2 separate regions of the Mus musculus genome follow, and region 2 is linked to region 1. The links are chromatin contacts, called in public promoter capture Hi-C maps. All regions are on one chromosome and are shown on one strand. The core of a region is the stretch at or near the end of the contact, and the rest is flanking DNA. Distances in the headings are between cores, read along the strand shown.

Region 1 (5,061 bases), core at 2,026-4,525:
CTGTTGAGTTCCGGCTGTGCCTTTCCACTCTCTCACTCTCTGCCAGGGTGCCAACAGGGCTTCTTCTCAGCAGGGTTCTCCCTGCATCTGCTGATGCCTTCTGTGGGTGGTGTGGCAGTCCAGTCTGAACACCAGCCCACAGATCCACACATCCTGGCCCCTGAGCAAGCCCAGCCACCTCTAACCACCCTTTCTTTCTTTGTCCCCTCTCCTCGGGCACTCCAGGCCAGCGATGGGCTGCTAGTGCGCTGGCAGAACAAGACCCTGGAGAGTCTCATCGAGCTCCATAACAAGCCGCCCATCTGGAATGAAGACAGTGGCTCCTACACCCTCAACTTCCAGGGCCGCGTCACCCAGGCCTCCGTCAAGAACTTTCAGATTGTGCACGCTGATGACCGTGAGTATCTGAGGGCCACCCAGACCTTTCCCCACCAACGCCTAACCTCTCCTACACATACCCAGCTCTTTCCCTCCTTCCCTCCCAGGACCCTTGGGTAGGTGCTGGGATATTCCCAATGGTACCTTGATGAAGGGAAGGATGCTGGAATCTAGAAACCACCCTGAATCCAACCCCACTGGATGGACTAGGTGAAGGGACTCAAGGCCACACAGAGGATACGAGAGAGTTACTTGTTATCAAGATGATTGGCAAGACAAGGTCTCACTATACTGACTTGGCTGTTCTGAAACACTATGAAGAACAGGCTGGTCTCGAACCCACAGAGATCCCACTCCCTCCCCAGTGCAGTGATTAAAGGCATGGCCACCATGCCCTGCTAAAATAGAGGATTGTCCTTTAAGAGCAGGGACTATTGGGCTTCGGGTGGAAGCATACATCCCCTTGTGTGTTTGTGTGTGCACCATCAAGGACAACCTACAGGAGTTAGCTCTCTCTTTCCCTCTGAGCACTGAGAGCCACTTTCAGGTCATCAAACTTGGCGGCAAGCACCAAGAGACCGGACGGAATATGGACCATGCATTTCTAAGTGTCTATTACAGTTTTTTGTTTTGTTTTGTTTTTAGGGTTTATTATTTTTATGTGTATGCCCGTATGAGATATGTGTACTCTGTGTGTGTGCAGGTGTCCACAGAGGCCAGAAGGTATCAGATCCCCCTGGGACTGGAGTTTCAGGCAGTTGTATGGGTGCTGGGGAGTATGTGCTCCTAACTGCTGAGCCATCTCTCCAGCCCCCTGCCTCGGCTCACAGACTGCCTGTGAAGACTTACTGAGGGAAGCGAATGTCCCTCTCAGAAGCCTGGGCCAAAGGTCTCACCAAGAGTACCACACAAAGGACTCTGGGTTAGAAGGACTGTCCCTCCTGTCTCCTGACCTTGGGACTGATCTCAAAGCCAGTTCCTGTAGAAGCTTGGTCTGCCATCAGACCAGAGCTGGGGTAGAGGGTTGGTTGGTTGGTTTGATTGATTGATTTAAGGTAGCCAGCTTCATCCTCAGAGAGTTTCAGGCCAGAACATTTGGGAGGGAGGTAGCAAAAGGATTAGGGGAGTTCAAGGCTAGCTTTGGCTACAAGAAGTCTAGTCTCAGAAGAGATAGAAAAGGGAGAAAGGGGAGGGGGGTGGCTGATTGATTGCTGCTGATAGCCCTGATCAGAACGGGAGAGGCCTGAGTCCAGCGCTAATGGCTAAGGGAGGGAACGCCTGGGGTTGGAGAAGGGTCTGAACTGCGGTCAAAGGTTAGCCTTATGGGCAGGCCAGAGGAATGAGGCCAAAAGACAACTGAAAACTCGGTGAGGGAGGGTTCTGGTTTGGGCAAGTTTGACAGGGTCCCTCCCTGTACTGCTAGATTACAGGTTTACTGTAGCCCCAGGTGGTGGATGATAAGGCAGGGCCCCTGCCCTGCGGACTCCGTGTGACAGACCCCGCAGGGCCCCTGCCCTGCGGACTCCGTGTGACAGACCCTGTAGCGGCTGGGTTGGGCTGATTGGATGACCCAGAACGGGGAAGGTGGCCTGAAGCTGCATGGGGGCTATGACTCCACATCAAGGAGCAAGACCTCGTTTTGTTGAGGGGTTGCCTGTCGAGATGGGGTCCAAGGTCACCCCACGGTCTGTCTTCACAGCTGACTATATAGTGCTGCAGTTCGGCCGCGTGGCTGAGGACGCCTTCACCCTAGACTACCGGTACCCGCTGTGTGCTCTGCAGGCCTTCGCCATCGCCCTCTCCAGCTTCGACGGGAAGCTGGCCTGCGAGTGACCCCCCACAGCTCCTCAGCGCTGGGAAAGCATTCGGTTGGGGGTGGCAAGGTCCCTCCCCCACAGCTCCCATGGAAGGGCTCACCCCTCTCCGTGACCTCCGGGCATTTCCCCCCTCCACTCCCCCAGCCTGGCACCGGCTGAGGCAGAGGGGATGGAGATGAACATCTGGTCGCCCAAAAGTACTTGCCTCGCCCCCTCCTCCCCAGTCACTTCCTGTCAGAGAGCCGGAGTCAGATGTTCGAGGCCCCTCCGACCCCGCGCTGGGGGGTTTGTAGGGGGTGGGGAGGGGACGATGGTGAAGCAGAGCCAGGGACCCACATCCCCAATAAAGTCACGTCCGAGGCTGAACGCATCGGTAGTTTCTGGATTCATGTGTGTAAACTCAGGTGCCTGCGTTGGCCCCGCGCTCCCGCGTCCCCTTCTGTTCTATGGAACCTCGTCAAGCGCACAGGGTCCGGGCCCCCGACTCTCCGCCAGTAGGGAGGAGAGGGAGGGCCCTAGAGGTAGAGGAAGAGGGAGAAAGGGAGAAATTCGAGAAACAAGCCACTCGGGGAGAACCAGACAAACCGGGTCCGGGCAGGGCGGAGCCAAGTCTGAGGCCCCGGAGTGGGGGGCGGGCTCTGGGCGGGAGGGGAGCTGCAGAGGCCTGGGCTGCCCGGGACCCGAGTAGAAGGGTGGGGAGCCCGAGACCCCGTGCGCGCTCGGGTCATTTGGATGCGGAGGACGCGGCTCCCCAGGACCCTAAACACCTCCAAGGAGTTCAGCCTAGGGGGCAGAGCTCTCCTCTTGGCTCCGCCCCAGACCTGATCCCTCTAGATTCAGCGGAGTACCCACAAGGGGGTTGTGTAGGGGAGGTGGGAACTCTGAGACGACGAGCGAGGAATGGGGTGCGCGGGAGTGTGAATCCACAGCTACGGGCGTTCTTGGGACTGGGTGGTTAGAGAGACAGCAGGCCCCGGCCCGCCTTAGATCACTCCCCCCAAATAGCACCGCCCACCCGTGGGCCCGCCCGCCGTTGGCCCCGCCTACCGGTCCCGCCCCTCCCGCCCGCAGCCCCCACCCCCCGCCCGGCTCCCTCAACACAAACTTTCCGTCCCGCTCGCTCCCTCCTCCGCGCCCAGCACCTCCCGCTCCGGCCGGGCTCATTCCGTACATTCCGGCCATCCCCCTGCCCACGACCCCCCTTCCCGGCCCCCCTCACTACTCCCTCGGGCCCGGCGGAGCGGCCCGGCGGAGCGCCCCCCGGAGCTCGGAGCAGGTAAGCCCGGGGAATGCAACTCGGAGGCCTCGCGCGCAGAGGTGACTGCTCTGCTCGGGTGGCTTCTGGATGGCGGGGACCCGGGACACTCTAGGGGTTCTGAGCTATTGTCCAGCCCGCGCCGGAGCCCAGGACCTGGGTGCCGGGAACTTTGGAGGGAAGGGGGGAGACGCTCTCCGGGAAGCCCCGCCCACCCACCCCACCCCCCCGCGACCCGGAGGCTGGGAAGCCCGGAGTGTCCCGGGTGCCCGGGCCTGGCCCCGCCGTGTGCCGGGGTGTGCGCCCAGAGCCGCGGGCTTGGAAGGCCTGCGCCGGGACTCGTATCCGGGGCGCCCTTTGGACTCCCGAGAGCCCGCGAGCCCCGGGCTCCACGCAGGCCTTAGCCAGGGCGCGCCGGTGTGCGCGCTGCTCGCGGCTGCGCTGGGACCCGGCCCGGGTGTCTGGAAGCCACAGTGTGAGCCCGGAGCGTGTGCGCACCCAAAGGCGTGGGGGGACGCCTGTCCCCTACAGTTCTGCCGCCCGCCTCGGGGCGAGTCCCAGCTCCTTGCTCCAGGAGCCTCGCTCGGGACGCGGCTGGATTTGGGGCCTTCCCCGCACTTCTCCGGAGAACTTGTTAAGGCAATTGTGGGCGACAGGGCTTCCCTTCCCACTCGGGTCCTCTCCATTGTCTGTCACGTCTTTATTCCTGCCTGGGAAGGGAGGCTGGAGCGCTGATGTGGGTCTGTTTTCTAGCCCCAGCAGGCCTTCGGGGCAGTGTCACTTTAGCCCCTACTCTACCCGCCCCCCCCCCCCCCCCCAACAGGGGCCCTGATTGAGGGCTTAGTTTTTTAAAGAGCAAGAGGGAACGAACGAAGCCTAGGGCCGGGCTTCTCAGGGCCTGTGTCCCTCTCTCTGTATCTCGAGCTCTCTCCAGGTAGGGGCAGAACCAAGTCAGGCCTGGACTTGTAGCCTAGCCCGGAGGATGGCGGTGGGGGCTGGACACAGCTTTGAGGGACTGGTGTCCATGGTGGCTCCGTGTATTTGAACTCTCGTAGCCTGGATCTGTACACACAGGGTTTTGCCTCAGTGCTGGGGTCTGGGACACCCCTACACTCACAACCAGCTGCGGGCTGCTGCCAGGAGGGAAAGCAGCTATTAGTTGAAGGTGTAAGGACTATGCCTCTGCCCTTCCTAGTCCCCAGACCTCCTTCTCCTGACACTTGTTAAAGCAGTTGAGGGCATCCGGTCTTCCCTTCCCACTCTGGTCTTCCCCGTTGTCTGACAAGCCTTTTCTTCCTTCATGGGAAGGGTGAGGGTCTGTCTACTTATCCCTTGGGCCAAGAGTGGACAGGAGACTGAATTACCCCCCTCCTCAGGGAGGGGCTGGAAGCCAGGCCTTCCCCACCTCCAGGGAGGGAACTGTAATTAATGCTAATTAGCACTTTGGGGAACAGAATGGCCAGTGGTTGGCAGGAAATCTTTTGAGTGCACACACACACACACACACACAGGTGTGTGTCTATCCAGAGTCTCTCATCCACCATCACTGAATTTTTAGACCCTAACTAGTTCTGCTGTCGGGAGAAAAGAAATACGCATAAAAAGATAGCT
Region 2 (5,074 bases), core at 795-3,294, 560 kb before region 1:
TTACATATTTTTGTTTTTCAGTTACTGGGGCTGGAATCCAGGTCCTCACACTAAGTAGGGTGTGCTCTGCCCTGAGCCACGCCCCACATTGTCTCCTATATCTTATATTAAATAAAAATATCATAAAATAGTCCCAGTCTCCCCCTCCTCCCACTTCTGCCCGCTCTCTCTTTATAGCATCGGTTGGGAGCTGTCCCTACCAGAGACCCTTTGTTAGGCAGGCCTGGACAGGTATGTGGGACTTGCCCTGGGAAGGAGCTCAGCTTGGTTTAGGCTCAGCTGTAGGCTTTTCTTGAAAATTTTTTTTCATTTTTGAGACAGGGTCTTGTGCAATTTAGGCCAGCCCCAAACTTAGCATATACCAGAGGCTGGCCTTGAACTTCTGATGCTCCTGGCTCCACTTCTGCCATGCTGGGATTATAAGTGTGCACCACCACACCCCACTGCCTTAATATCTTTTCAAGAAGGGTCCTTTGTAATCATTTTGTACTGGGCTCCACACACACCCTGTGGCTAGCCCTGTTCCTCAGACCCCTGGCTCTGTCTCTAGGGCTGCAGACTAAGATTTGGTCTTGGAGGAGCATTGATGAGAGAGGTGCAGGCACAGAAGCTTCCCTCCTGTGAGCGCTGGCACACAATACAAGCATGTCTGGGGTGGGATTGGGCAGTTTCAGGCAGATGCCTGAACAATGACCCCACATCTGCACAGTGACCTCACACCTGCACAGTGACCTCACACCTGCACAGTGACCTCACACCTGCACAGTGACCCCACACCTGCACAGTGACCTCACACCTGCACAGTGACCCCACACCTGTACAATAAGCCCACACCTGCACAGTGACCCCACATCTGCACAGTGACCCCACACCTGCCCCTCCATTGGCTTCTTTTTGATGTGATAAAATGCACACTACAGAAATTTTATCATAACCTTTTTTTTTCGGGGAGAGAGAGGGACAAGGTCTCAATATCATTAACTGGTCTGAAACTGGCTATGTAGCTATGTGACTTTAAACTCACAGAGATCTGCCTGCCTCTCCCTCCAGCATATTGGGATTAAAAGAGTGTATGATTGGGGCTGGAGAGATAGCTCAGTGGTTAAGAGCACTGACTGCTCTTCCAGAGGTCCTGAGTTCAAATCCCAGCAACCACATGGTGGCTCACAACCATAATGAAAGACACCCTCTTCAGGGGGGTCTGAAGATAGCTACAGTGGACTTACATATAATAAATAAATCTAAAAAAAAAAAAGCACATGATTAAATTTGGCCAAAGTGTTGTGTGTGTGCGTGTGTGTAAAGGACATTTTCAAATATTTATTTGTGTGCATGAGCATTTTGCTTACATAAATGTATGTGTATACCTGCACAGTGTCCATAGAGGTCAGAAGAGGGCATTAGATCCCCTTGAACTGGAATTAAATCATCACATGGCTGCTAGGAACTGAACCCAGGTTCTCTGCAAGAGCAGCCAGTGCTTTTAATCACTGGGCCATCTCTTCAGCCCCCAGAGCTTTTTTTTGGGGGGGGGGCAGGGTAGGACAAAATGACAGAGAATAGTCAGGCCTTTGTCTCAAAACAAAACAAAAACAAAAAACAAACAAACAAACAAATAAATAAAACCCAAACTCAAAAAACAAACCCAGCAAGCCCCTAAGAAGTTGGCTATTGGGAATTGGAAGTCTTTTTTTTTTTTTTTTTTTTTTTTTTTTTAAATATGGTGCTGGTCTTTAGTCTTGGAGGCGCCAAGAAAGCTTGGATTTCAATTTCATAACGCGGGCCAGACATGAAGCTGGTTTCTAAGCGCTGGTTTCGTTCAGGTACAATAAGGAAGCTGTCAACTGAAACTGTGTGTGTTTTTTCTCCTCTCTCTCTCTCTCCTGGGTAGAGAGCTTCCTATCTCTGCCACAGCCCAGAGGAGCGGGAAGCAACCTGGGCGGGAAGCAACCTGGTGGCCAGCCCTCCTCTCTGGTTGGCTACCTGTGAGCTCAGCTCCAGGGAAACAATACTATATATAAGCCAGGAGTTCTGAGTCCCTCTGAATAGTGTTAGCAGTTGCACGCAACAGCAGCTTCTTCTCCCTGGAAGTGCTGGAGCTGACCCACAAAGGACTTCTACATAACAAGGAACAATGCCCAGATCAAGGAATCCCAGCCAAGGGATGCCCCGGGACAGCAGCGACTCCTGTGGTCTGAGGTAGGTTGAATCTTCGCTTTTGGAACCAGGGCAATGGGTGGGTATTTCAGGGTCCCAAAGGATGCTGGACATAAGAGTAATAGACCCGAATCCAGACCTAATTCTGCTTCTAGCTTGCTGGTCTTCCTAGGGTCTGTTTTTAAAAAAAGATGGAGTGTGACTCAGAAGGAAGAGGTGCTTGCTCATGATATCCAAGCCTGAGTTCAAAACTTCATCCGAATCTTCCCATGCATGCCGTGGTACACCCCCCATGACACCCCTGCACACACCACACACACCATAAACACATGCATACACACACACACACACCATACCAAGCACACACACTCTCTCTCACACACACATAAAACATACACCACAAACACACACATACACACCACACACCCACATACACACACATACACACCACACATACATATACCACACATGAATGAATGCACCTCGCACGCATGCACACACACTCACACACACTCTCACACACACGCACACACCACTACCACCACACACAGAGAGACCTTGATTGGTCGTTGCTTAACAAGTGGGGCCGGGTGTGGCCAAGAACAGGTTTCCCACTCCAGGCTCAGGGGTCCCCGAAGAACCCCTCACTGCCCAGCCTGTGAGAAGGCAAGAGTCATGAAAGCATCTGTACCTCTCTCTGCAGGAGTCCAAAATAATGGCTTTGCTCTTGGCTTCACCTGGCTCTCCCCTGCCTGGAAGGTTCTGAGCTCTGGGTGGTATGGGCCCGAGAGAGACCTCGTGAGCTTAAGCATAGAGCCATTGGCTATGGGGCTGTGAGGCCCACTCTGGATTCATAAGCTTTGTACTTGGGGTACATGTGTCCAATCTCTATACACATATATAGATGTGTGACTACACAGTCAGGATGTGTGTGTGTGTGTGTGTGTGTGTGTGTGTGTGTGATTTGGAATTGGACCAGAGAGGAATGTTTAGGTCCTGCTCTCTGCTCCCAGCTCTGGGACTTTGACTGTGTGTCAGCAGCTCAGGGCCGCAGTACCCACGCCAGACAGTCTGATTCACTGGGTGCTGTCAGAGTCAACGCAATCACCGAGGTGAAAGGGCTTATAGTGTTTGTGTATAATTATTTATTTGTACCATAAACAAACAGGGCCTGCCTGGCCAGGGGTGGGGACAGGGGAACCTCTAGCCAGGCATCCCTTATGGATCTTAGACACGGGGCCTGGGGCAAGCTTTAGCCTCTTATGCTCGGAATAGAGACTGTATTGGGTATGCTGAGTTAGTGTAGGCTGACAGTATGCAGGATGTGCTCCTGCAGGGCCTTCCATAGCATCTGTGAGGCGGTGTGTGTGTGTGTGTGTTGTGTGTGTATGAGTGAATGTGTGTGAGTGTGTATATGTGTATATGTGTGTGAGTGTATATGTGTGTGTATGAGTGTGTATATGTGTGTGTGTGTGTGAGTGTGTATGTGTGTGTGTATGAGTGAGTGTGTGTGTATGAGTGAGTGTGTATATGTGTGTATGTGTATATGAGTGTATGTGTGTGAGTGTATATGTGTGTATGAGTGTGTATATGTGTGTGTGTGTGTGTGAGAGAGAGAGAGAGAGAGAGAGAGAGAGAGAGAGAGAGAGAGATCTACAAGGATGGAGGAGGAAGCACCGCAACTTTTGGCATGAGAATAATAGGCAAGGCAAATGTAATGAGGGCAAAGTTCAGTTTAGAAAATATGCCAAACACAGCCACGTGCTGGGGGAAACCGTGCCAGTTCAGTGTGACTTCTCTGGTCCTTTGTGGCTGTGAAATGAGTCACTGGAGCCATTTTCCTATCTTGGCTCCCGTGATCTGTGCATCAGACCTTGGGTATTTCTGGCTAGGGTGTATGGACTTTGCTCTGAAGTCTATTCTCAGCCATGGAAACAAACATGTTTACATGAGTGGTTGGGTATCCATGCAATGTGCCTGGACTCTCTCGGTCTGGGCCAGGAAGTTGTCTGTGATGACTCCTAAATGGGCACAATTTCATACTGAGGACACCCAGAAAGATCACTGGCAGTGAAATTTGGGGAGGTGGGTCAGCATCTTCTCAGAAAAGACAGGTATGCACAGAGAACGTCTCTCTAGAGTAACAGGCTCACCCTCTCTGGCCAGCCATACTCTCTCAGTCTCTGACCCAGATCTGGAACAGTGTTTCTACAACATTCCAAAGATGGAGCAGGCAGAGGGGTCGGGGAGGGTAGAGATGAGTTCCGTCAGTTGAGGCCACCTGGAAAAAGTTTCCAGGATGTGGTCATGGGATCAAAGGCCAGGACAGCTTGAGCAGAAGGCTGAAGAGTAAGACGAGATCTCTGGGCTTGGAGTCAGGAGGTCTTGGGGACCCTGGAGTGGTCCTTCACTGGGAATCTTGGAAAAGCATCATGGGACAAAGTCGCAGGCAGGAGAAAGATGCTGAGCTTATCCACAGCTGGAGAAAACTGTTTCCATGGCAATAGACCCCCGTTTTAAAAGATGGCTGTTCCTTTCTTCCAGCTAGGTGGGGATGCTCCCATTTGCTGTGGGATGGACGCCTGGTGCCAAGCCACCTCGGGGAAGAAAGGGGGCCTGAGGGAGATGAATATGGTGTCTTGCACATTTGGCTGCTTTCATGATTTGGTTGAACAGCAGTCTGGTTAACAGAAGCCCTGATCACTGTTTGAACAGTATTTCTGGCTCAACTTTCTTTGTGCTAATTCATATTATCAGGTGGTTCATTTGGTCTAAATTTGCCTTCTCTTAAGCCTGCAAGCTATTAAAGGGAGGGACAGCTACTGCCCTTGAAGGTGCCAGCTTGACCAGTATAAACGCCAGAACATTCTCTTTTGGGTGTACATTGCATCTTGCTTGTGGTTGTATCCTTAGCACC

Evidence for each region. Promoter capture Hi-C pulls out the DNA fragments that hold promoters and counts their contacts.
Region 2: a promoter capture Hi-C map of liver shows a contact between it and region 1, with 2.7 times the contacts expected there. The contact joins the promoter of Bnip5 here to the promoter of Tead3 in region 1. A contact is called at or near these places in 1 of 39 promoter capture datasets (liver), 1 of 115 datasets of contacts at active chromatin or transcription factors (bone marrow-derived macrophages) and 1 of 9 other capture datasets (macrophages).

Annotation. Positions count from the first base shown.
Region 1 is chr17:28,349,019-28,354,079 of GRCm38.p6, reverse strand. It overlaps Tead3 (TEA domain family member 3), which reads left to right and starts at 3,275. Exons shown (of 13, transcript NM_011566.4): 1 at 3,275-3,471. Tulp1 (tubby like protein 1) reads left to right here. Exons shown (of 15, transcript NM_021478.2): 14 at 226-397; 15 at 2,078-2,565. The coding sequence ends at 2,211.
Region 2 is chr17:28,912,294-28,917,367 of GRCm38.p6, reverse strand. It overlaps Bnip5 (BCL2 interacting protein 5), which reads left to right and starts at 2,044. Exons shown (of 12, transcript NM_172450.3): 1 at 2,044-2,199. The coding sequence starts at 2,135.